Linked DNA regions of Mus musculus: regions 1, 2, 3, 4, 5 and 6 are each linked to region 7. Evidence: chromatin contacts called from public Hi-C, HiChIP or PLAC-seq and promoter capture Hi-C data. All regions are on one chromosome and are shown on one strand. Each heading gives the region's core, a stretch centred on a gene start, on an enhancer-like site or on the middle of the called end of the contact. The rest is flanking DNA. Distances are from core to core; before and after follow the strand shown.

Region 1 (3,590 bases), core at 1,063-3,562, 320 kb after region 7:
TTTGACAGCTGCCTATCAAGACATGGGAAGAGACAGGCGGATTTCTGAGTTCAAGGCCAGCCTGGTCTACAGAGTGAGTTCCAGGATAGCCAGGGCTACACAGAGAAACCCTGTCTCGAAAAACAAAAACAACAACAACAACAAAAAAAGGGAGATAACTGAGTTCGTTACATCTTTTGTCCCAGCCACCATGCCATACTCTGAAACCCCCTGTATATGATTCCTGGGGGGGGTCACTGAATCCTGTCCCATCATAGCCCTGTCCTGCCTCGGCCTTTGTGCCCAGAGCCTTTCTATTACTCCCAGTTGGACGGTCAGCTCAATTTCTCCCTCGTTGGAACACCTACCCTCAAGTTCCCTTTTGGCTTCCAGCCTGAGAACTAGACCCATCTGACTCCTGGAATTTCCCTTTAGGCTCCTAGTCTGGTTTGGTCTTCATTGCTGTGATAAAACACAGACTAAAACCAACCAAGGGAAGGAAAGAGTTTATTTGACTTAGAGCTTATAGTCCACCATTGAGGGAAGCCAAGGTAGGAATCAGGAAACAGAGTCTGAGGCAGCCCATAGAGGACCACAGCTGATTGGCTTGCTTACTGGCTCCTTCAGTCGCCTTCCTTACACAGTCCAGGCTCACCAGCCCAGGAATGGCACCATCCCCAAACGCCCAGGTCTTCCACCGTCAATTAGCAATTAAGAAAATGTCTCACAGACATGGCCACAGGCCAATCTGATGGAGCCAGTTTTTCCGTTGAGCTTCCCTCTTCCACTGGTATGTCAAAATGTGTGCCAAGTTGAGCAAAAACTAACTGTGACACCTAAGGAAGGAAGTCAGATCCGAGCTGTGCTGTTCCCTGGAGGGAAGACAGCTAGACAGAGGTCCTAGGCAGATAGATACAAGCCTGTGGAAACACTCTACTCCCTCGCTCAGGACCAGGAGGAGAGAAATGCCATGAGGCAAAGGACCAGTGAGCAAGGTGGGCGTCTGGCCCAGCCCTCAAGGCAGCCTGCCAAAGTTCAAGAGCCTGTGCAGCATCCTCAGAGGCAGCATCCTCAGAGAACAGCTGTGCAGTGCCTCCCAGTGCTCAGTCTACACGGGGACACACTGTCCCTCGCCAGTGGTTTCGCTTAAGCACTCACATCGGGGGTGGGGTGTACTGTACATGGAGGAGTCGTGGAGCTTGTAGTCAGACAGCTGGAGCTTCGGTGATATCTCCACTGAACAGGTCTTTTATGCAGATGTGCGCAGGGGATTGTGGGTGGTTGAGTTAGATCTAGCTTCTTCGCAAGGTACAGCGAAGAATCCTGTCACGTCCCACCACAACCACAAGTACCCACTGGGGCTTCAAAGTCTGCCTTGACTTTTGAAAGACAAATAAGACCTGCGAGAGACACCCTTTCTTTTTTCTTTTTTTTTTTAATATTTATTTATTATTGTAATTAAGTACACTGTAGCTGTCTTCAGACGTACCAGAAGAGGGCATCAGATCTCATTATGGGTGGTTGTGAGCCACCATGTGATTACTGGTGGTTGTGAGCCACCGTGTGGTTGCTGGGATGTGAACTCAGGACCTTTGGAAGAGCAGTCAGTGCTCTTAACCACTGAGCCATCTCACCAGCCCCGAGACACCCTTTCCAAAGTCTGGGCTCGTCTTGGAAGCTGCCCAAAGTTAATAAGGAGACAGAATTCTGTGTTTGGCTAGAATTACTTTGCAAAGAACACAGCTGTGGAAGCTTTTATTTTGTTTTATTTTTACTACATAGTAGATTTCTACTATACCTAAGTCAGTACATTCTCCTGCCTCGCCTGACATAGCATTTGCAAAATATGTTTGGTGACAAACTCAAAATATGGGCTCAGATTGAAGCCGTCCCTCCTTACTGCACCTAGAAGAAACTTGGGCAGCAGTCTACATTCCAAGAAAAAAAAAAAATCTGACCTTTTCTTGCTATAGATAATTCTGTGTGACATTGAAAATCTGCCATAAAGGCTCCCGTTTTTTTTTACAGCGAGCATGTCTTTCTGTGGTAACCACAATACTGACATCAATAAAAGGTGGTTTGGTTTTTTTTAATCCTGAAAGGAAGCCAGAGAGACCCTCTAAAAAAGATACTGTGTCCAAGTTTTCTCTGCCCCAGGAATGTCTGTTTTTAATTGCCTGGATTTGCTGTAGATTGGCCCCAAATTAGCCACCATCCAGAGGGCCGTTTCCCAGCAACCAAAGCTCCATGCATTTTGCCTCTGGATACTATACTAGTGCCCATTTCATCCAGTTAATTAGGCTCTTTGTCATTAGCCTTAATCGGCTTGTTAGGGCCCCTGCTGATAATAGCCCAATAGCCAGGAATCCCCAGGTGGAACAAGTAAGTCTGGGGGAATGTCAGCCCACTAACCTCATTTGCCAGCCTGGAGGGTGGCAGAGATCTTACAGAGAGAGGCAGAGCTTTGAGAAACCAAGCAAGGAGTTCCAACAGGGCCAGGCAGCCTCATAAGAGGCCACACATCAGAAGAACAATGTGTGTCCCATCGCCTGCGCTGATACAGGATCTGCCTCAAGTGACTTGTAGAGACACAGAGCATCTATTGAGCACCTATTTATGACCAAACAGTGTTGGTCACAGTGAACTGGCCACCTGTGCCCAAGGGTAAGGAAACTAAGAATTGGACTTCCGTGCTGTCCCGGAAGGAAGAACTGTCAGGGCACATGCACAGCAGAAGATCTCCTGGCTAAAATCAACCTTGGTCACAGCCTAGTGAAGCCATCTGGGGAGAGTGCTCAGATGTCATTTATCTATACCAGGAACTCAGTCTAAGACCCAAGGATGGAGCTTCAATCCCAGTGAGCAGTCCCTGGTCTCTGGAGGCCATGTGTTGTGTGCCATGCCCTATTGGATGCATGCACACGTGAGTACAAGCACTATCCTTTTCATACTTACTAGGACTGTACAAGTGCCATCCTCTTTCTGTCACTAGCCTCAAAGTAGGAGTGACACAGAGAAGAAAGGGAGCCACCATCCCACTGTTTTCCTGGACAACTGAAGACCTGAGACAGAAAACCTCATTACAGAGCAACAACCTCAAGGCACACCCCCAAGAGGTCTTTTTTTTCCCCCCTCCTCCTTCAAGTATGGGGACTCCTGCCTAGCAGACGGCCCAGCAAGCCTTGTGGACACTTGAAGTAATGGATGTCTCAAAAGTAAGCAGAGCTGGGAACTCAGCCCTGCTCTTTGCACCAGCACTGATAGTGAGCCCAGTGAGGGGCAGTAGTTAAGTATGGCCTCCATAGAGATGCTGATGGCTTGAGAAGGCTGAGTAACCCTGCCAACGTCTCCAGGCAGAGTGGCAATAACTCTGATAAATGTACAATCTAAAGTCAAAGAGACTGTTCATTGATCGGCTTGGGGGTGAGCATTATCAGCGTCTCCTGATGCTCCATCTGAGGGAATATATTATATCCAAGGGCCACCCATCCTTGAATTGCAGGGGGCAGCACAATGTCCCCCTTCCCATACGAGCTGCTGTGACAGAGCTTCCGGCGCTGGCTTTCCGACCCCGCTACCTCGTCACTATTTTGATGGACACCTGAAAGCAG
Region 2 (3,506 bases), core at 489-2,988, 360 kb after region 7:
TACGGGTTCAGCTGGACCTCACCATATGACGTTGGCCAAGTCAACTTGGCTCTGAACCTCACCTTAAAATTATGATACAATTACTTCTGTGAGCATAAGATTAGGTATCCTAAGTGAGAGTCATTCCCTAGTTAGGGGTGCAGTAGACTCCCTGAGCTGAGACCACCCAGAAGGACTGGAGGCTGGGTGAGAAGCCATCATGAAGGACCATACGGAGAGATGGATGCAAAGTCTAGAGGTAGTAAAGAGATTAAGGTTGGGGTACTGTCAGAACAGATCATTGGCTGAGAGGGGCCACCAGAGCTAATTCTGAGGACACTTCTGGGTTGCCTGTGCAGGTAGGGCATAGCCAAATCCAGCCACACACTAGTTAAAGATTCTGTTTCCATATAGAGATCACATATAGGCCCGCCTGAGGGGCAGGAAAGTGGTCCATATTCATAAATCTCTCATCAGTTGTGCCATCTGGACATTCTACCCTTTGCTTAGTTCTCTGGCCTGCCAAATAAGAATTAATGCCTGCTTGTGGGAGACCCAGCTTTACATTGGCATGATGGTTTATGGAGATATAGTATTGGCTAGTTTTGTGTGTCAACTTGACCCAAGCTGGAGTCACTGGAGAGGAAGGAGCCTCAGTTGAAGACATATCTCCATACGATCCAACTGTAAGGCATTTTCACAACTGCTGATCTGTGGGGGAGGGCCCAGCCTACTGTGGGTGCTGCCATTCCTGGGTTGGTAGTTCTGGGTTCTATTAGAAGGCAGATTGAGCAAGCCATGGGAAGCAAGCCAGTAAGCAGGACCCCTCCATGGCCTCTGCATCAGCTCCTGCCTCCAGATTCCAGCTCTGCTTGAGTTCCTGTCCTGACTTCCTCCAGTGATGGACTGTGATCTGGAAGTGCAAGCCAAATAAACCCTTTCCTCCCCAGCTTGCTTTTTGATCATGTTGTTTTGTAGCAGCAATAGAAACCCTTACTAAGACATATACTTTGTTTCATTCGCATTAAGTTGACCCTTATTCATTTTCCCAACAACCTCTTAAGGCCCAGGATGTAGAAGAGATGTCACAAATTCAGGATGACATTTATCATGTAGCATTTTAATCTCATTTAATCCTCTACTGCAAGTATGATTTGTTCTCATCTCTACTTGGCAAGTGAAAGAAAAAAAAAAAAAAAAAGGGGGTTCAAAGTACGGAAGAAATTTGATCAAGTCACCCACCTAAATAGAAACCAGAGCGCCTAAGTGTGGAGCTTCCATTATGCTAAATTGCATGGGAAGGCATTTTGAAAAACACAATTTAGAAAAATCCATTAACAAGCCTGGCATTCCGATGGTGTGAACAAAGTTTAAGAATGAAACGCCTTTTGCAATAAGGTAAAATGTTAGAATTTGGACTCAGTAGCAGCAGCAACTTCCTTCCCAAGTATTTCTGTTGTGTTTGTCTCTAAGCAAACAGAACCACCCAAGACAAATAGGATCTTAGGATAGACAGCGTATAGATAGAACCTGGGAGTTTATCCAGACGGCGGAAGCGACGCATCCACTCAAAACCTTAAATGAATGAGTGAATAATAAATAAGTAAATAAATAAGAAAATAGAAAATTTAAAATATAATTTTAAAAAAATTCAAGGAGCACCGTCTCTATGGTTGTTTCAGTGTCGGAACACAGGAGACACTCTTTCCTTTTCGAACTCTATGGTTCGCGAACAATGCTGTGACCCCGGAAGCGGTCCTGGGCGATCAGGGCACCAAGATGGCGGCGCGCGCAGCGTGTGTGGCTCTGTGCCGGCGCCTGCAGCAGGTAAAGGGGTGGGCGTGGGGTCCCGGCTGCCGACGGCGCCGTCATCGTCGAGTCTCGCTGCCACCCTCTGCCCGACCCGTACGGAGTCATCCTCCGTTGGAGGAAGTTATTAGAAAGTGACAAGAAAAGGGCAGGTTTTTCTCTCGAGGGACCCTACATAAATTGGCAAGACGGGAGCGAGAACCGTAAGACGTCAGAGCAGGAAGGATGAGGAAAACGCGTTCAGAGCCCTCCCTCCACGGTAGAGAGGGCCATGGAAACCGTGAGCTCAGAGAAGACAACGCTGGTCTCGGATTCTTAGGAACCGAGCCAGCAAACGCTGGGTCACATAAAGCCCCGGTGCAGCCCCACTGGGACGCCCTGCTCGCCTCCACGGCTGAGGAGGTGACCCGAGAGCTCCCAGGTCAGGGGAATGGGTCAGATCTCCCTCGAGAGGGTCTTTGAAAAAGGAAAACTTGCCTGGAGTTCGCATGGCATGAATCACAGCACTGGGGAAAGGAGGCAGGCGGACGAACTTCTGGGTTCGAAGACAGCCAGGTTATGTATTGAGATCCTATCACAAAAATAATTTAAATTAAAAACAAAAAAACCAGGCTGTTCTCAAGAACTTTGGTCTTGAAACTTTTGTGACTCTTCTCAATGGTCATTTAGTAGTTTTGAAAATAATGCTCAGAACTGGGTCAGATGGCTGACCCTGAAATAGCATTACTTGTAAAACCTGGCTTGCATATTGAGGCCCTGTCCCAAAATAAACGAATTCTTTAAAAAAGGAAGAGCTGACACTGTGGCTCGGTTGCTCAAGGGCCTAATGCCTAAAGCTGGCCCTGTCGGCCCCACAGCAGCATGTAACCCAGAGGTGGTGGCCCACACCTGTAATACCAGCCCTTGAGAGGCCAAAGCAAGAGGCGCACGCCTTTAATCCCAGCACTCGGGAGGCAGAGGCAGGCGGATTTCTGAGTTCAAGGCCAGCCTGGTCTACAAAGTGAGTTCCAGGACAGCCGGGGCTACACAGAGAAACCCTGTCTCGAAAAAAAAAAGGATCAAAGATTCCAAAAAGTTTGTTTTTCATACTAGAGATTGAACCCAGGGCCTTGCTTACACCAGACAAGGGTTCTGCCACTGAAGCCCATTTGTAGCCTTCTGTGGGACTCGAGTGGTCTGCTAGGGTTGCCGAGCCATCACTCCAGCCTCGATATCGTCCCAGGTTAGTTAACACTTTAGAAAGCCTGCTTTCCAAAGCAGAAGCAAATTTGAAGAAGAGTAAGCCTGGGACGCAGCCTTCCAGCAAAGGCAGCTTTTCTCTCGTTAGTTTTCGCATACCATCTTTTACTAGATGGTACAACCCACGCAGCTCTGGAAGACTCCACTGAACACCAAATGGAGAATGAGAGCAGAAAAGTCTTGAGTAATGTCATGGTGAGTTTTGGTTTCAGGCCTCCCGAGAGTATCTTAAGAATTCATGGGCAGCCCTGGCCCACACTTGTATAATCACTTACCTTAGGAAAAATATCAAGCCGGGCGTGGTGGTGGTGTACACCTTTAATCTCAGCACTTGAGAGGCAGAGGCAGGTGGATTTCTGAGCTCGAGGCCAGCCTGGTCTACAAAGTGAGTTCCAGGATAGCCAGGGCTATACAGAGAAACCCTTTCTCGAAAAACAAAACAAAAAAAGAAAAAAAAAATTGAGGGGCTAGGGCTGCAG
Region 3 (3,483 bases), core at 638-3,137, 300 kb after region 7:
CAATAATTAATTTTTTAAAAGAAGTAATAGAACCTTAGATAGACTTGGGGTTGGAGTCAGGCTGGACCGCCTAGGAATGTGTAGTTTGGATTCAGAACTGAAAGTGACCTGGTACATTGGCATGTTGGAAGGGGGCTGCGAAGAGGGATAACTAGCTCTTCATATGGGGCCTGTCTTAGTTAGGGCTTCACTGCTGTGAGCAGACACCATGATTATGGTCATTCTTGTAAGGACAACATTTCATTGGGACTGGCTTACAGGTTTCAGTCCATTCTCATTAAGGTGGGAACATGGCAGCATCCAGGGCAGGCATGGTGCAGGAGGAGCTGAGAGTTCTACATCTTCATCTGAAAGCTGCCAGCAGAATACTGACTTCCAGGCAGCTAGGATGAGGATCTTAAAGCCCATGCCCACAGTGACACACCTACCCCAACAAGGCCTCACCTCCAAATAGTGCCACTCCCTGGCCTAGGCATACTCAAACCACCACAGAGGCACAGCACATGCCAAGGTCCTCTTGTGGAACAGAGCACATCAGGTTCGATGGAAAGGATCCTTGGAAGGCTGGCCAATCTGTAACAGATGAGGTCCAGTTACCTTGAATATGGCAGTGGTAGGCAGCTGTCCTGGAGCTCAGGCCCTGCGGACTGGGCAAGTAGCACTTCTCTAGGAAAGCTTGAGGAAATGACAAGAGTGTCTCCTCAGATTGGGATGGCAGGCTCTGAGGGGCAGAACATTGCAGGGGCTGGTTCTCCTGTGTCTCTCCGTGCTTACTCTTACGTGGGTTCAGGCCTTCACCTGAATGCAGCTAGGCCAATGTTTTCTGATTGACGCACGTCAGTCCCTGGTCAGAGCTGGATCCTTTGATAAAAGGCAATTTCTGTTTTGAGATAGGCCTCAGCTTCATTTCTGCTGCTGGGATAAAATACCCTGACAATAAGCAAGTCATGGGTCTAGGAGAGATGGCTCAGTGGTTAAGAACACCGGCTGCTCTTCTAGAGGACCTGGGTTTAATTTCCAGCACCCATATTGCTGCTCACAACTATCTGTATGCAATTCCAATTCCAAGGGATCCAATGCCATCTTCTGGCCTCCCCGGGCACCACATACATGGTGCTCAAACATGCATGTAGGGAAAGCATAAGATATACATAAAATAAAAATAAATTGAGCAACTTTGAGAGAAACTCATTTTAGTTCACAATTTGAGATTGTCGTCCGTCACCGTGGGTACGTCGCAGCAGCAGGAACCTGAGGTAGCTGGTCACATCGCATCCACAGTCAAGCAGAAAGGAATAAATGCTTATATGCTTGCTTGTTCTGGCATGAGTGGGCTCCACTTGATTTCCTCTCTGCTTATGTAGTTCAGGAGCCCCCGGCATAAGGAATGGCACTGCCCACAGTGGGCTGGGCCTCCTACATCAATTAATGAAGGTAAACTTCCCTGGAGATGCCCACAGCCAACCCAGAGTAGAGAGCCCCTCGCTGACACTCTTTCCAGGTAACTCTGGGTTGTGTCAAGCTGACAGAACTAACTGTTGCAGTGGGACTGGGCAAGACGCTCTTGGCTGTAAACTCTTAACCAGCTCCCCTGTGGCCTGGGCTATCTTTTGAGCAATGAGGGACACTGCTTCTGGAACATATTGCCCCTGTTCCTAGCACCCTTGTGCAACTTCTGAGAAGTCATCAGGGACCGCCCCTCACTTTCCACACCACCTCAAGTTCAGGGTCAACTCCAGATGTTTCTGTTTATTAAAAAAAAAAAATCCTCCCTGAAATAAGTTTGTAAAACTCCTTCGTCTTCAATTTTTGAGACAGGATCTTATGTAGCCCAGAAGGGCCTTCATTCCCTCGGGATCCTCCTGGCTCTGAGGGCTGGAATTGCAGGCATGTGTCACCACACCCAACTTGGCTTTTGTAAAATTCTTCGCCCCCTGGCTCATGTTCGAGTTTACATTTATGGCTTTTATCATGTTTGCCAATGTGATCTCCAGGATATTTATAAATATTGATATTTAAGTGAAACTATGACATCACCCACTACTCACTCATTACACACACACACAAACACACACTCAGTCATACACACTCATACTCACACAACACACATAGACACACATACTGTGTCTTCTGCTATTCCTTGAAACTTTATTTATATGTCACCTCCCCCAGGAATTCTATGTGTAATGTATTTTTTAGGTTTAAAGTTTTTTCATTTGGGTCCCCATCCTATTTGTCTGTAACAATTTATATATGAAGTTTACATTTTCCAACTTCTGAATCATGAATCTGTGTTAAACTTTCTTCTGGTTTGAGTTACAGATTCTAATTTTTAATAGTGCACAATTGATCAGGCCACAGGTAAATAATAAACAGAAAAAAGTAAAATTACATTGAAAATGTACCTCAGGACAGTGGCACTGAATGACTTTTTGAAAATAAACTTCTCACTGGGCTGGCATGCTGCTCAGTTAGGGCCTTGACTGCATCAGGCCCTGGGTTTGATCCCCAACGCTGTATAAAGCTGAGGTTCCCCCTCCTGTAATCTCAACACTTAGGAGGTAGAGTCAAGAGAGTCAGAAGCTGAAGGCAATCCTCAGCTACACAAGCTCAAGGCCAGCCTGGGCTACATAAAACCGTGGAGAGACAGCTCACTGCTTAAGAGCAGTTTCTGCTCTTCCAGAAAATTAGCTCAGTTCCCAGCACCCATGGTCGGGGAATGATGGCATCCAGGGGATCTGACGCCTTCTGGCCTCCATAAACACCCACATTCATATGTACACAAGCACACATGCACATATAAAGAAATAACTAAAAATAATCTAAGAAGATTATTTATTGCTAGTATGCGAACAGGACCAGCCTTTCCCAATCTATCCAGACATAAGCACAGAAAACCATTGTTCATACTCGATAGGAAGAACACAGAGTTTTATCTACAAAAAAAAGGAAAATGTAGGAGCTGGAGAGAAGGTTGTGTGTTCAAGAACCCTTGTTGGACGTCCAGGTGACCCAGGTTCAGTTCCCAGCACCCACATCAGGTGGCTCAAAAGCACCTGTATGTCCTGCTCCAGGGGACCCAGTGCTCCCTGGCCTCAGCAGGCACTGCACACATACGATGCACATGAACTCACACTGCACACATACGATCACACATACGATGCACATGAACTCACACTGCACACACACATATGCATAAACTTAAGAATTAGTAAATCTTTAAAACAAAACAAAACAGAAACCCCGTTTGATGTTTAGTGTATATGGTGCCCCATTGTCGGTGTGCTGTGACCACTGAGCTATTCTGGTAAACACACATTTGCTTAAAGCAAGATCACTCAGTTCTTCGATCTGCTTCTGAATTCTACACCAAAAAAAAAAAACCACATCATGATCCATCACGAGCTGGGAGGTGGCTTACTTGTTGCACAAACACGAGGACCTGAGTTCAAATCCCCAGTCCACATATAAAAAGCTGGGTGT
Region 4 (3,252 bases), core at 660-3,159, 300 kb before region 7:
CCCCAGGAAAAGTTTTATCACGTATGTGCAATTACACAAATACACACGAACACACGCATGTACAAAAAGACGAAATACAACAAAAAGATTGGACAATTCCATTGAGACAAGTTCTCATGTATCCTAGGCTGGCTCCAAATTTACCACGTAGCTGTTGCCTCTACCTACCTTGTTGCTAGGAAGACAGGAGTCTATCAAACCAACCACACTTGGCTTTATAAAGTGCTTGAGATCAAACTCAGGGCAACAGCATGCCAGACAAGCACCCTACCAACTGAACTACATCTCCAGGCCAATTTCAGGTTCATGACCTAAGGTATTTCCAGGAGCTAAAATCAGAAATCTAAATATTTTCTCATCTTCTGGGGATAAAGATACCTTAATACATGTAGTCAATACTCAAACTTTCTGATATCTGATGTCCAAATTGTTCCAGAATGTATACTATACAAAATAGAAGACTATCTCAAAAGGTTCGACTGTAAAGGAGACAGTCTGACAGTAACTGGAAAAAAAATACAAGGTCCAGAAAAGGGGAATAGCCACAATCCAATATATTGATTAAATGTATTTCACAAAAACCTGTATCTGTTAATTACAAAGGAGACTTCTGGAGGGGGGCAGTTGGAGAGATGGCTCAGCTGTTAAGAGCACTAACTGCTCTACCAGCAGGCCCAGGTTTTATTCCCAGTACCCACCTGTCACTCACAAGTGTCTATAACTCCAGTTCCAGGGGATCTGACACCCTCACATAGACATACGTACAGACAAAACAGCAGTGCACGTACAAATTTTAAATAAATAAATCATAAAAAAGAAAGAGTAAAGACAAAGACGAAATCTAAGTAACTAAGGCTATTGGCTCAGTTCCCATCACAGAAGCCTTCAACCCTTTCCTTCTCTGTCGCCTTCTCTCCTATAGCTCTCCTAGAATTAGGTAAACTGTTCAAGCTTCAAGTTAGATCGGAGTAGGACAGAGAACGTGAAGGACCCAAGGCACTGGAACATGAGCTTTAAGGAGGGTGTGTTGGGAGAAGTGTGGCAACACCAAGCAACAGGGCTACATGAATCCCATGCATTAATTCAGCCAGCAGCCGCTGCATAAATAGATTGGCATAAGCATGGCTGGGGCAGTTTTATCCCACCATCCCCCTTACAACGTTCCCGGTAACCCTCAAGACGCTGTGCCTACAGCTGAGCAGGACAAACTAAGACATCCTCAGGAAAATGGACTTTTTCCACTTTTCTTTGTTTTTAAAGATTTATTTATTTTATGTAAGTCCGTACACTGTAGCTGTCTTCAGACACCCCAGAAGAGGGCATCAGATCTCATTACGGATGGTTGTGAGCCGCTATGTGGTTCCTAGGATTTGAACTCAGAACCTTTGGAAGAGCAGTCGGTGCTCTTAACCACTAAGCCATCTCCCCAAACCCCATCCTTCTTTTCACACCAATTATTCTTTTTTGTTTGTTTGTTTTGTTTTGTTTTTCGAGACAGGGTTTCTCTGTGTAGTACTGGCTGTCCTGGAACTCACTCTGTAGACAGGCTGGCCTTAAACTCAGAAATCCACCTGCCTCTGCCTCCCAAGTGCTGGGATTAAAGGCGTGCGCCACCACCGCCTGGCCCACACCGATTACTCTTGGTCAGTTAAATACTGAGTTCAAGTTATGGGGCATGAAGGTCGAGAGGACGCTACTTGCCCTACAGAATTGTAAAAATGCTCCTCCACTGAGTTTCAAAGGGCGCGTGCGTCGACAACAACGGAGGCGGTCGTCAAGCCAGGCTCCCCCCCACCCCTGTGCATCTTCTCAGGGGCCGACTTGGCCATCGGCACCCCGCCCACTTTCCTACCGGAAGCGGAAACGCCTCTCTTGCCCCGGACTTTTTCCGCCCCCTATTTCCGGAAGTGGAGTGGTTTCCTTCTCCTTCGCCATGGCGTTGGCTGTCCTGCGCGTCCTGGACCCCTTCCCGACGGAGACACCACCGTTGGCGGTGCTGTTGCCTCCCGGGGGCCCGTGGCCAGCGACGGGGCTGGGGCTGGTGCTGGCACTGCGGCCGGCGAGCGAGAGTCCCGCGAAGCCCGCGCTGCTCGTGGCGGCCGTGGAAGGGTCCGGCGCCCAGGGCGAGCAGCGCGGGCCGGGGCCTCCGCCGCTGCTGGTGAGCCGCGCGCTGCTGCGGGTCCTAGCGCTGGGGCCCGGGGCGCGAGTACGAGCGCGGCTTGTGCGGCGTCCCCCGGCCCTGGGCTGGGCGTTGCTTGCCACGGCTCCGGGACCCGGGCTAGGGCCTCGAGTCGGGCCGCTGTTGGTGCGCCGCGGGGAGACCCTCCCCGTGCCCGGATCGCGAGTGTTGGAGACGCGACCGGCCCTGCAGGGGTTGCTGGGCCCGGGGACACGGCTGGCCGTGACTGAGCTCCGCGGGCGGGCCAAACTGGGCCAGGAGAGTCGGGATCACAGCCATCCCCCGCCCCCGCCCGTAGTGTCGTCCTTTGCAGCTTCCCACTCGGTCCGGCGACTCCGAGGGGTTCTGGGAGGGACTGGAGATGCGCTGGGTGTGAGCCGGAGCTGTCTCCGGAGTCTCGGACTCTTCCAGGGCGAATGGGTCTGGGTGGCCCAGGTCGCAGAGTTACCCAACTCCTCGCAGCCGCGCTTGGCTCAAGTCCAGGTTCTAGAACCGCGCTGGGAGCTGTCTGAGAGACTGGGACCCAACTCCGGGCAGCAGCCGGGAGAGCCACTCGCTGACGGACTGGTGTTTCTGCCCGCCACTCTGGCTTTTAATCTCGGCTGTGACCCCCTGGAAGTGGGAGAGCTCAGAATTCAGGTCAGGAATGCTTCCTTTAACTTTTGCTCTCTTCCCTGTCTTTACTGAGTTGGAAGGCTAAATCTGTAGAATTCAGGTCCCCTGTGCCTTACAATTAGACCTTTCACTTAAGGTCTCTTAGTCTTGTATACTCATTTTCTCTTATCAAACTGTCTTTCACGTGTTCAGGTGAAACATGAGGTTCCCTGCCAAGTACCAGCTCTGCGTACCCCTAGTCTGTAACTGCGTTGCTACGTTAGAATGCTATCCTGGTACCTCTTGCTTTTTCCTTGACTGACTTCTTGTTCTAACTTTATCTGATAAAGCAACTGTCATTTCCGACCTAAACGTGACACTCGCATAAATCCTTTCATGATTTTATAACCACAACCTTAACATCATTTCTTCCTCTTGTAGCCTTTTGAGCCTTGTTAGGGTATATATCTTATTTATAT
Region 5 (3,567 bases), core at 264-2,763, 280 kb after region 7:
AAGATCATTTCAGATTAGAAATTCAGGGCCTGTCTGTGGAACCCATTTCAAACCCAAATAGCTGGACATGGTCGTTCACACATATTATCCTAACACTCGGAAAGCTGATGCAGAAAGATCACTATGAGTTTGAGGGCAGCCTGGGCTACAGATAGTATTTCAGGCCAGGCCGGTCTACAGAGTGACATCTTTTCTCAATCAATCAATAAATAAATATCAAACGATCAGAGGCAAGACACAGCTCATGGCTAGCCATTGCTTGCAGCAGGTATCAGCCTTGGGTTCTTGAAAAGAGCCTGAAATATCCCATCCTCCATACACACTCCTGTGTCCTGTTCTGTGATGTGCCACGAGAGGTGCTGGAGCCTCTCGCTGTGGTCTGTTCCCTTATGGAGCCTTATGAAGGGCGGTCTGGCTGCCCATAACCATGGTCCTCTGGCCAGGGAAGAAGGATCTTCAACATCCATTCACCTCCATTCTGTGTGTGCACCAATTACGCATGGGGTGATGGGCGTGCCATAGCAGGAGCGCAGGGTCAGAGGTCAGCTCTTTGGACTCCCTTCCACTGTTACATGGTCTCCAGGGAATCAAGCTGAAGTTGCCGGATTTATGTGGCAGACACCTTTACCCACCAAGCCATCTTCCCGCCCCCGCCTTCAGCTGTCTTCGCCTCTGCTTGGTGGTTTTCTGCACTACCAGGTTTATCTCAGGCCACTTCCTGATTTGATATCGATCAGGTACCCACTTTTGCCTCAGGGACTGCTACTTTTAGTGACTCTGGGCTCTGTGTGGTGAACGTGTAGCATCAAAAAGGCATAGCCAAAGAGTTGCCTAAAGAACCAAATATCTTCACTTAGAAAGGAAGCTGAGGGAGAGAGTGCTGTGCCTGTGAGGGGTCAGGGAAGGCTTCCTGGAGGAGGAAGACTTGCATTGAGTCAGTGGCTCCAGTAGGTGAGATGGCAGCAGAGGGAGTTTGGGTTCTACAACGTTTGGCTGTAGAAATGGTGGGGTCTAGTCTTAGAGACCAGTAACTGTTCTCATAGGCAGTAAGTGCCAGCTAGTGGCTTCCAGGCCCACAGATGGCCTCCATGGCCCCTCCCGAAGGTTCCGCCAGCTGTTAGCATATCCAAAGTCCTATGAAGTCCTACTGTGTGCCCCCAGGCTCCTGAGTCGTCTAGCCATCCACAAACATCATCAACTTGTGTGCTTCTGCCTTAAGTTTTCCCAGAACCTGGGTCACCAAGCTCAGGAATTGGCATCTTTCTCTAAAACTGTAAGGACCAAACTCTATTCAAACTACCTCGTGTTGCTTGGTTGTTTGGGGAGGGAGGGGGTTGCTAGGCAACCTGGGTAAGGGGGTGGATGGGATTAGGGAAAGGTTTTTCTCTTCCCATACAGTTAGGAGAAGGTGTCCTGATGTTCTCAATCAAATGAGTGGCTAGGCCCATACGCCTGGGGCTAGAGGCCCAACCCCACCAGTAAACCTCAGAGTCTATTAACAGCCTCTCTGCTGGGTGAGTCACCCTTCCTGCCCCTCCTTACCTCTACTTACTCAGGGCTCTGAGGCCAGACTGATCCTTCCATCCAGCTGGCTTGGCCCAGGGCGAGCTCAATGAGATTAACTATTTAACTATTTCCCACTGGTGAATTCCCCGAGGCAGCTGAGCCCTGGTTGAAGCAAGGGCTTGTCCTGGATACACCCATGGAGATAATTCCAGAACCAGGAAGCAGGGTGCAGCGCATCCAGGACTGTCTGAGGAGCCTGGGGTGCCAGAGGCACTGGGTATAAAGCCAGGAGGTGTCCCGGGCTGAGGGCCCCTGTGCTGTCAGGGTTACATAATAGCTGACAGAAACATGCTCTCAAGTGAGTCTTTAAGTGCTCCTCTGGAGACTGGCCATCAGCACAGCATGATGACAGAGTGAATGTCTTGCTCCTAAAACTACCTTAAGTCCCTGACCTGCACTGGTCGTAACACGTGCGCCATTCTGATATGTTCTGATTTCTGTGTTTACTTGTTTGCGTGTGGACATTTGAGGCAGGGTCTCTCAAACTCTGTAGCCGAAACTGGCCTTGAGCCCAAGATGCTCCTCCCCTGTCAGCCACCATGGTCAGCTATGTATTTTTTACATGTGTGTGCATGTGTGCATGCCTGTGTGCATTTGTGTGTGCGCGCACGTGTGCTTGTGCATGTGGAAGCCAACGGACAATCTCAAGTGTCTTCCTTGTCTTTTATGACAACCGCCCCTTGGCCTGGAACTCCCAGATTAGGCCAGTGAACTCCAGGAATCCTCCCTGTCTCCACTGCCCAGCGTTGGGTACAGTGTCCAAGGAGGCCAGAAGAGACGGGGTTAGGACCCTGGACTGGAGTTACAGGTCATTTGAACCATCATGTGCGTGCTGGAAACCAAACCCAGGTTGTCTGGAAGAGCAGCCAAGTGCTTTTAACTGCTGAGCCTTCTCCTCAGCCTTCCTCCCCACAATGGGCTGCTCTTTGGGGACCCTCTAAGATACCAGTGTGGAGGAGGATCTACTGTTTCAAGCCCTGGTCCAGGATTTTTGGGGTGTCCCGGGGAGCACCTAGAGAAACTCCTCACACTGAGTTCCCTCTTGAAGCTCAGGGTCCTGTGTTCTGCAGAAGCAGAGCCTGGGGTATAGGACAGGAAGTCACTTGCCCAACAGGGTCCCAGAGCTGGCCCTTCTCTGTTTGGTCCAGCTTATCTTTTTGTGAGGTTTGCATTTCCTGAATCTTCGGCAGCTGGATGGGGGTGGGGAGTAGGGTAGGGGAAGTGGGCTTAAAGGAGCCCTATCTGAGACTGTTTAAATTTCCGGTGACGAGGAGATATTAAATATTATTTACAGTAGTCTGTGAGCCTGGAATCCAGCAGACACAGGGGGGAGACTCGGTTGGAATCCAGAAGACCAAGAGGAGAGGAAGGGATGGCCACGTGAGGGCTAGTCAGAGGCAGCAAGACACAGTGATGACACAGAAATAAATGGGAGTTTGTGTTCTCCCGCCTCCACGGGACTCCATGGAGATTCACGTGCTTGGACCTCTGGACTTCTGCCTCCCTGGGGCTCCCGTCACTCAACTTGGAATGAGTTTGCATCCATAGAAATTGTGGTTGTCCGTGTCCCTTGTGTTGTTTTTAGAGAGCTCATTCTGACGTCTCAGAGGCTGCTATGAGGTCTGAAGGCATTCCCTGGTAGCGGGGAAAGTCCGTCAGAGCAGATGAATGGGAGCTGAGGCCACTTCCGGCCCTCATCTCCGGGATAGTCCGGCTAGACGGCATGTGCCTAGTTCCTCAGAGTGACCATCATTCAGTGGGAGGAAAAGTTGTAACCCAAAATAATGCAATGGTGACCGTGCTGCCAGTTTCCTGAGAGTGTGGCCTTCTGGACACAGGAAATGACAGGCAGGGAACATGGGTAGGCTGGGATCACTCCCGGTGCCTGGCTGCATGCTCTTCGGCTTCTCATTAATAGATATTATTATATTTTTTGTTGTTTTAAATTTTAAAAATAATTTTACATGTATGAGTGTTTTTGTCTGCCTGTATGTTTATGCG
Region 6 (3,237 bases), core at 570-3,069, 360 kb before region 7:
CAGCCCCAGCTCGATGTTCTCCATAGACCGCCGCAGCTGCCGGGCCTTCTCATGGACCAGTCCTTCCTCATGGCCTCCCTGTTGCAGACACTCAATGGTGTGGGACAGGCTCTGCAGCACTGCCTGATGTTCACTGTGTAGGGCCTCCAGCCCTTGGCTCACCACCTTGGTGCTGCCCAAGATCTCCTCTTGACTGAGCCGGTGCCCTGCAGGCTCATCCCGCTGCCCCAACACCAAGCCTGACATCCTAGGCTAAAGAGAAACCACAGAGTTCAGGTGGGGCAGAGAAAAGACATACTACTAGAGATTGGTGGGCATCCCGCAAAGGGAAAAGAGTATGGCCGACCCCATGGCTAAGCTGATGAAAGAGGAGGAGTTCCACGGCACTGACCATAAAACTAAGGTGAGGGAGAGGAATTAACCTGGATAGAGATCTGTAGGACAATCGGGCAGGCTTGGAGCTAGAGGAATTCAGGACTTGGCAATTGGAGACAGAGCATAGGTTAGGGAAAGGAAGCAGGGGATCTGAAGCATTGTAAGAATCACAGAGGACTTGTGGGAGAGCTGTGCAGAAAGCAGTGTCCCAATAAAGGGGAAGGACCCAAGGTTAGGGATGTGGGAGTACAGGAAACAGCAGCCGTCATGACAAGGCTCTGGAAGGTTCAAGGTCTTCAGGCTGCATCAGCAAAGGCACTAAGCCCAGCACCTCCCAACCTGCTGATCTCCTTCCAAACCACCTTCTGGCCTCACTCCCCCCCCCCCCCCCCGAATTCAGCCGGTCTTCCTACTTCCTCCAAACTCATCCCTGAAGTCTCCTTACCTGCTTACAGAGCAGAAGCTCTTGGCTTCAGGCGGCTCCCAGGCCAGAGCCCGGAAGAAACTCTGACCTGAAACTAAGGATTTAGAAGGCTTTGTACTGCCCAAAGTCCAGAAGTCCGGCAGTCCCACCCCTTCTCTGTCACCACCTCACAGCCTCTCAGAGGACCTGGCACGGAGCCCCACCCAGGACAAACACCCTCCCTCCTCCAGCCTACAGGTTCTTCAAAGACTTGTACTAATGTCCCTTCTTCCTTAAGTCACTCTCCTCATTCCAGCTCGGTGCAGTTACTTTCTCCCGATAAGGAGACCTGCAGCAAGGGGTGTGGTGTCCCTGAGAAGGGAGACCCGGTTAGGATTCCCAACAGGATTACGGCAATCGCCTCCTTCCATAGCTTTGTCTGACATAATCACCTAACAGGCGCCTTAAAATGTCTCGCAAGTGCCGGATGGTTCAGGGATGCATAGCAGATCTGCTGAGCACAGTGGGGTCACGGAGCAAGGCTCCGAGCGCAGGCTACCGAAGCCTGAGGGCCCACAGTTCAGGAGTGTCTAAGGTTCCTGCCTCGCCCCGAGGGCCGAGGGTGAGGACAGAGTAAGATCGCCAAAGGCTGAGGGGAGAGGAAGGGCAGAGTGAGTGAGAACAGAGTTGCTGCCCGGGACCCGACATCAGACCAGCTCGAGGTCACAGTCAGGGGTTCCCATAGGGGGCGGGGCAGGTTATCCCACTGTCTGGACGCCGAGGGGCGGGGAAGAATCGCGGGGGGGCGGAGTTTTTGAGTCAGTCTAAAGTTTTCTGAGGTTAGTAGGAAGGGACTTATTCATTTGTCCCGGAATGTGGGAATAAGAGTCAGTGTAATCTTAATTCTCAGCCCCAGGGGTACTCCCAAAGACTCACCTGCAGTCTGCCGGTCCGGCTACCGCCTCCGTGGGTGCTGCCCCTTTAAATTTATCATGGCTGCCGCTCGAGGCAATTGTTTTGACGGCTCCAAGGGGCGGGGACTGCCGCCCGTCACGTGACCCGAGCAACCCCCCCCCCCGATGATTGGCTGAGAACTTGTTCTTTGGAGAGGCAAGAAAGCGTGTATCCTGCGGCGCTGCCGTTCTGTGCCCGCCTCTCTCGCGTCATTGGAAAGCGACGGGACCGGGACCGGAACGTCATCCCAGAGCGCCAGGCTCTGGATGAAGGTAAAAGCGAGCACGGCGCGGAGGAGCCCGGCCGGCCCATGGCGCTGTGTGCGCTGACGAGTGCTCTGCGCTCTTTGAGCCTGGCATCCGCGGCCATTACCGCCCGGGTTCCGACTCTGCTCCCTGCTGCCCAGGTAATCCGCTTACCTGGGAACTAGGATTGGTTCTTTCCGCCTGGGCTGTCCGGGATCCCGCAAGGCTAGGCGAGATCACGTGACCTTCGTTCTCCGTCAATCCCGATCTCAGATACGGGCTTCCAAGTGCTTTTGCAAGCCTTTACTAAACAGGTTGCAGAAGTAACATTAAGGTGCCAGCCGTAAACCAGGCAGAGAAGAGGACTGAATTAACCGACCTCCTGAGAGTTCTTATGCACATTTTGGGGATGAGAAACCTGGTCAGCAGTCTTACACCTTCTGGGGCTAGACAGACGGGCTTCGCAACTTGCCCTGCTACTGCAGATTAAACCTAGAGCCTCGCTCATTCTATGCGCTTCCTCTACCTCCTAGAACCAGTGCTCTTAACTGTTTTAATGTACGACTGGGTTATTGCTGATATTAGGGACTGTCGAACAGTGGGTCTGTAGTGGGCAATGGTGAATCACACACACACACAAAAGAAAGAAAGAAAGAAAAGAAAAGAAATTACTGATCTTGCTTCTCTGCATTTCTCAGGCTGAGCATGGCAGAATTTAGCGAATGTATATTTTATAATTCAAGCTAAACCAAACACTTAGTCTACAGCCAGTGGAAAAGCAAAATAATCATTTCCATTCATACTCGAAAATTCCTCAAACCGTGCATTGGGCAAAAGGCACCACTGCTGATGGTGGTGATAGGTGTGTGGAGTTTACCAGCTCTGGAGAAGTGAATTCTTCAGGGAAGGAAAGGTTTCCAGGCAAGAACTTGAAAGGATTTAGAAGATGATGAAAGGGAGACCATTTCCTTGGAGAATTATATCAGAGGTTTACCAAGTGATTACCAAGTAACTGGATAAACACATTACACTGGTATTTGTGAAGGTTGGAGATTAGGGGGCAGCGTTCTGAGATGTTTCTGGGAAGCTAAACTTAGTCTAGGTGCTTTCTTGCTTGGTTCTCTAAAAGAGAATATTTCCTTTAATCCCTAGATACAGAGCAATGTCCTCCTTCAGCTGCCCCCTGCCTTGGTGTCGCCCTCTTACCGCCCAGTGCATATGTCTGCGGACCGCAGTGCCAAGTTTGTGTCCTGGAAGAGT
Region 7 (3,488 bases), core at 290-2,789:
TGGTTTGTTTTGTTTTGTTTTTTTTAAATTACCCCCACTTCCCTCTCATTTCCTCACCCAAACTATCTTCCTCTGGTCTATTCACTCCAAATATTCATCACCGACGGCACATCCCAACTACTGACCCTAACATCCTGTGTGATGATGTGTTAAATAAAGAGTCACTCATTTCCTGGGAGCTTTTTCAACTGGAGGCCTCTGAGACTAGGCTCCCAATTGTCTGAGCTATTTACAGTCACCGTGGACAATCTGTTCTGATAGGTGTCCCCTGCCCTCACTGGCAAAAGATGACGCTGAGTTTGTTGAAAGTTGTTGTCTTTGTAACTTTGCTACTTGTATCGGCGCTTGTTGATACTACATTTTAAGTCTTTACTGTGTCTGAATGGCTTAAGTTTAGGGCCTAAGGGTTCCTGATAGGCTGTGATCAACGCTATCATTAATGAGCTTGCATCTGTTCACCAAAGCTGCTTTTTCAAAGTTATATAACGTTTGTTCTCCGTCCAACTTTTCCCAACTCCTAGAAAAATTATGTATTTTTTTTTTTAAATCTGCCAGCCTCCATGCTTAGCAAACGTGTCGAGGCACCACTACATTACACACAGGCACCAAGGTTACCATCTAACGAAATAAACAAGTGCAAAACAACTTTTTAAAAAAGCACCGAGGGGGTAATGTTGGACTGTGCTGCCTGCAGCCTGGGTAAACTCCCCTCCCCGCCCCCCAGCAACAAAGTTGGAGCTGGGAGAGGATAGAATCCTTCGGCGCAGACACTGCTCCGCTTATCCTAAGAAATGGCATCAGAAGGTAAAGTAGGGCGCTTATACGACAACGTTAGGAAGCCGCTCGCTCCCATCTTCCAACAGCCAGCATATAGGGCAAAAACCCAAGTGTTGTAGACTTAATGGAGAGTGAAGCTAATTAGGGATAATGAAAGCTCTGTAGTAAGAGTCGCCGCGTATAAGGAGGATCTGAGCACCGAAGGCGCGGAGCAGGCTCGATGGCCTCCTGGGTCCTTTTCCCCACGGGACATGGCCAGCGCCGCTGTTAGCCGAAGTCAGTGGCGGGCTCCGGGATTCCCAGGACTCTGTTCCTCCCCCGGGGCGCGGCCTACGAGGGCCGGACGTAGCCCTCCCGGGCTCCCGCACTCACCCCTGCGATCTCTTCGGCAGAACATTCCAGCAAACTGCGGTCGATGGCCTGCACCTCGGGCTCCATCTCCGACGCCATCTTCTCTCCTCCTCCTCTCCCCGGGTGCTCTCGCCGCTGTCGCCTCTCCCCGGGCCTCAGCTTCGCCTCTGCTCCCGCAGCCGCGACGGTCACCCCTGTCCTGGGGCCGTCAGTCCCGGGCCGTCCGGGCTGCCGCCGAGCCGAGATGCGCGAGGAGCAAAGCGGGACGCGAACCTGCAGCGGGGACGGCAGCCGCTTGCGCGCGCGCCCGGGCTCGGCGCCCAGAAGTCAAGTCGCCTCCTCGCCCGTGACCGGGGGAAGGACACCGAGAACCCCAGGCCTGGCACTCCGGACAGCCACTACCGCGTTCAACGCCAAGAGAGGGGCAAAAACACCCAAGCGAGGGAGCAGGGCATTCTGGGTACTGTAGTCGTCCCCTGAGCGGCCAGGGAGAGAAGCGAAGCCTCTAATAAGGAGCGGCACACGAGTATCATGGGAGTTGTAGTCCATCCCCTGGCGGAAGCCTGGAAAAAGACAATTTAGAATCCGTGAGAGGGGCTTGACACCAGAAGAACGAAATAACGTTTGAGATCTCGTCTTAGTCTCTTAGTCCTATTTATTCTTGTCATTTTTTTTTTATCTCCCCAGCACCAAGAATAATCATTCCTGGCGCGATAGACACACAGCTGTCTGTCAAAAGTCTGGTATCTGATAAACCCTCAATTGTCAAAAGAATGAATGAATCGCGCGTTCTATCCCGGAGGTTCTAATGCCTTGTCATCCTGGCACTAGTCACCGAGGTGTATTTAGTACCGAGATTTTGAAAAGTTTTAAGGTACAATTGCAAGACATTTAATTTATGACCATTGATTGATATATATCCTTTTCTTTCCTTAAGTCTTGTTGCATCAGAAAAGGCGTCCAACGAATCAACTTAAAGACCAACTCTCAGAGTCAGACAACCCTGGAAGCACGCGCTTACTTCCGCGTCCAGCCTGCCTACTCCTGCGGCTGCGCGGAGGGAGAGCCAGGGCTAGAGCTGCGACTGCCATTGTTTTTTGCAGTTTCTCAAAAGGTCAAGGAAAAAAAAAAAAAAAAAAAAAAAAAAAAGACTTTAAGGTTCAATGGCAGGCCACAAAGCAACAGAAGAAATACTGGATATTTTTTTTTTTTTAGCTGCATTGCTTTAAGACTATACTGACAGAAGCAGATCTAAAAGCAGACCGATTGGAGGCTTATATACACTGACTGTAATTTGTGACATGTATTTGAATATCTTTTAAATTATCTTCGTGGAGAAGATTAGGCTCTCACAGATGACCAGACAAACCCTAATTGCCCTGTAGGAAGAGGCTGGTATCTTGTACTGGAGTTGTTAGGGTTAGACCTTGGAACCTGCGGCTCTAACAAGCTAGGCTCAAGCATATATCCTCAATATAACAATTAAAGAGATAAGCAATAATGAAGAGACAGAGAAAGGAGACTTATTCGATATAGCCACATTGGGGAGAGGGACAAAAAGGTCCAGTGACCATCTGCCCACCCTCAAGTTCACTACCTTTCAGAGTCCTGACATGAGGTTTAGTTTTAAAGAAAGGGCAGCCCTGGTCAAGGTGTGGTCCTAGTCCATCGCTGGTCCATCATTATCTTGACTCCAGTCTCTCTTGCAAGTTGTAGAAACTGTAAGACACCTCTTTCTGGGAGGCAAGCTCAAGCTCTGGTTGATGCCAGACTCCCCAGCCTTTTCCAACTCCTATTACTTGGGGGGGCCATTGTCTTAAAAGCCTGGTAGCCAAAGAGAAGAGCACAAAATGGTGGTACCTTTGTGGTTAGGGAACACAAAGGCATTAGATGAGCTAAAGTCAGGAGTGGGACCCTGGAAGAGCGTGTGTGGCGGTCTGGATGAGAATGGCCCTTCAAGGGGCTCATATATTTAAATGCTTGCTTCCCCACTGGTGGAACTGTGTGGAGGAGGTGTGTCACTAGGGGAGGGCTTTCAGGTTTCAAAAGTCCTAGCCCTTTCCAGTTAGCTCCTACCTCTGCCTACTACTTGTGGGTCAGTTGTAAACTTTCAGCTACTGCTTGAGCGCTATGCCTACCTACCTGCTTCCAGGCTCCCCCACCAAGATGTAGACTCACTCTCTGAATCTGTGAGCTGCAATAAACCCTTTCTTCTGAGATCCACCCTCACCTTCGCACACTCCTACCTTCATGCCCTTCTAAAAATGATCTAATGGCTCCATTTTCAATTCCCATGTACTCCTAGGCCTGTTTTTAAACAGGATCTCCTATGTAGCCCAAGCTGGCATGGACTTGGTACC

What was found. Promoter capture Hi-C pulls out the DNA fragments that hold promoters and counts their contacts. A called contact is a pair of places that touch in the nucleus more often than the background predicts. HiChIP or PLAC-seq counts read pairs in DNA pulled down with a chosen protein or histone mark.
Region 1: an H3K4me3 HiChIP or PLAC-seq map of embryonic limb bud shows a contact between it and region 7, with 2.9 times the contacts expected there. The contact joins the enhancer-like site here to the promoter of Ubr2 in region 7. A contact is called at or near these places in 9 of 39 promoter capture datasets (the 3T3-L1 cell line, 3T3-L1-derived adipocytes, the HPC-7 cell line and 6 more), 1 of 484 Hi-C or Micro-C datasets (bone marrow-derived macrophages), 19 of 115 datasets of contacts at active chromatin or transcription factors (T-cell acute lymphoblastic leukemia, bone marrow-derived macrophages, craniofacial prominence and 12 more) and 1 of 9 other capture datasets (pancreatic islet).
Region 2: an H3K27ac HiChIP or PLAC-seq map of embryonic stem cells shows a contact between it and region 7, with 4 times the contacts expected there. The contact joins the promoter of Mrps10 here to the promoter of Ubr2 in region 7. A contact is called at or near these places in 16 of 39 promoter capture datasets (the 3T3-L1 cell line, 3T3-L1-derived adipocytes, the HPC-7 cell line and 11 more), 2 of 15 datasets of contacts at CTCF or cohesin (CD8 T cells and the NIH/3T3 cell line), 6 of 484 Hi-C or Micro-C datasets (B cells, CD4 T cells, CD8 T cells and 3 more), 30 of 115 datasets of contacts at active chromatin or transcription factors (the 230-238 cell line, DN3 thymocytes, the SCID.adh cell line and 24 more) and 4 of 9 other capture datasets (adipose tissue, liver, macrophages and 1 more).
Region 3: a contact with region 7 is called in a promoter capture Hi-C map of embryonic stem cells, with 3 times the contacts expected there. The contact joins the enhancer-like site here to the promoter of Ubr2 in region 7. A contact is called at or near these places in 8 of 39 promoter capture datasets (the 3T3-L1 cell line, the HPC-7 cell line, the SN4741 cell line and 5 more), 1 of 484 Hi-C or Micro-C datasets (bone marrow-derived macrophages), 13 of 115 datasets of contacts at active chromatin or transcription factors (bone marrow-derived macrophages, cardiomyocytes, craniofacial prominence and 8 more) and 4 of 9 other capture datasets (adipose tissue, embryonic stem cells, macrophages and 1 more).
Region 4: a promoter capture Hi-C map of erythroid cells shows a contact between it and region 7, with 7 times the contacts expected there. The contact joins the promoter of Pex6 here to the promoter of Ubr2 in region 7. A contact is called at or near these places in 2 of 39 promoter capture datasets (erythroid cells and pre-B cells), 1 of 484 Hi-C or Micro-C datasets (CD4 T cells), 1 of 115 datasets of contacts at active chromatin or transcription factors (embryonic stem cells) and 2 of 9 other capture datasets (adipose tissue and pancreatic islet).
Region 5: a contact with region 7 is called in a FOXA1 HiChIP or PLAC-seq map of pancreatic cancer cells. The contact joins the enhancer-like site here to the promoter of Ubr2 in region 7. A contact is called at or near these places in 14 of 115 datasets of contacts at active chromatin or transcription factors (bone marrow-derived macrophages, craniofacial prominence, embryonic basal ganglia and 9 more) and 4 of 9 other capture datasets (adipose tissue, liver, macrophages and 1 more).
Region 6: a contact with region 7 is called in a Hi-C map of CD8 T cells, with 4 times the contacts expected there. The contact joins the promoter of Klc4 here to the promoter of Ubr2 in region 7. A contact is called at or near these places in 3 of 39 promoter capture datasets (erythroid cells, liver and pre-B cells), 3 of 484 Hi-C or Micro-C datasets (CD8 T cells, embryonic stem cells and natural killer cells) and 3 of 115 datasets of contacts at active chromatin or transcription factors (T-cell acute lymphoblastic leukemia, memory CD8 T cells and microglia).

The regions. Positions count from the first base shown.
Region 1 is chr17:47,331,334-47,334,923 of GRCm38.p6, forward strand. All of the region lies in intron 11 of Trerf1 (transcriptional regulating factor 1), which reads left to right. Among named protein-coding and RNA genes, the nearest start is that of Mrps10, 36 kb to the right of the region's middle. Within about 2 kb of position 2,313, at least 46 of the 459 cell types and tissues checked have an H3K27ac peak or open chromatin away from gene starts, as enhancers often do. A contact at or near this core is called in embryonic limb bud and hematopoietic stem and progenitor cells, where this site is marked.
Region 2 is chr17:47,367,149-47,370,654 of GRCm38.p6, forward strand. Mrps10 (mitochondrial ribosomal protein S10) reads left to right here and starts at 1,739. Exons shown (of 7, transcript NM_001146212.1): 1 at 1,739-1,806. The coding sequence starts at 1,759.
Region 3 is chr17:47,309,709-47,313,191 of GRCm38.p6, forward strand. The region is part of intron 2 of Trerf1 (transcriptional regulating factor 1); the gene reads left to right. Among named protein-coding and RNA genes, the nearest start is that of Mrps10, 57 kb to the right of the region's middle. Within about 2 kb of position 1,888, at least 21 of the 459 cell types and tissues checked have an H3K27ac peak or open chromatin away from gene starts, as enhancers often do. A contact at or near this core is called in adipose tissue, where this site is marked.
Region 4 is chr17:46,709,567-46,712,818 of GRCm38.p6, forward strand. It overlaps Pex6 (peroxisomal biogenesis factor 6), which reads left to right and starts at 1,910. Exons shown (of 17, transcript NM_145488.2): 1 at 1,910-2,818. The coding sequence starts at 1,934.
Region 5 is chr17:47,292,673-47,296,239 of GRCm38.p6, forward strand. The region is part of intron 2 of Trerf1 (transcriptional regulating factor 1); the gene reads left to right. Among named protein-coding and RNA genes, the nearest start is that of Trerf1, 64 kb to the left of the region's middle. Within about 2 kb of position 1,514, at least 225 of the 459 cell types and tissues checked have an H3K27ac peak or open chromatin away from gene starts, as enhancers often do. A contact at or near this core is called in adipose tissue, bone marrow-derived macrophages, embryonic stem cells and 8 more, where this site is marked.
Region 6 is chr17:46,644,261-46,647,497 of GRCm38.p6, forward strand. Klc4 (kinesin light chain 4) reads right to left here and starts at 1,820. Exons shown (of 16, transcript NM_001357130.1): 1 at 1,715-1,820; 2 at 1-252. The coding sequence starts at 246. Mrpl2 (mitochondrial ribosomal protein L2) reads left to right here and starts at 1,969. Exons shown (of 7, transcript NM_025302.4): 1 at 1,969-2,138; 2 at 3,130-3,237. The coding sequence starts at 2,043.
Region 7 is chr17:47,008,993-47,012,480 of GRCm38.p6, forward strand. It overlaps Ubr2 (ubiquitin protein ligase E3 component n-recognin 2), which reads right to left and starts at 1,540. Exons shown (of 47, transcript NM_146078.3): 1 at 1,150-1,540. The coding sequence starts at 1,227.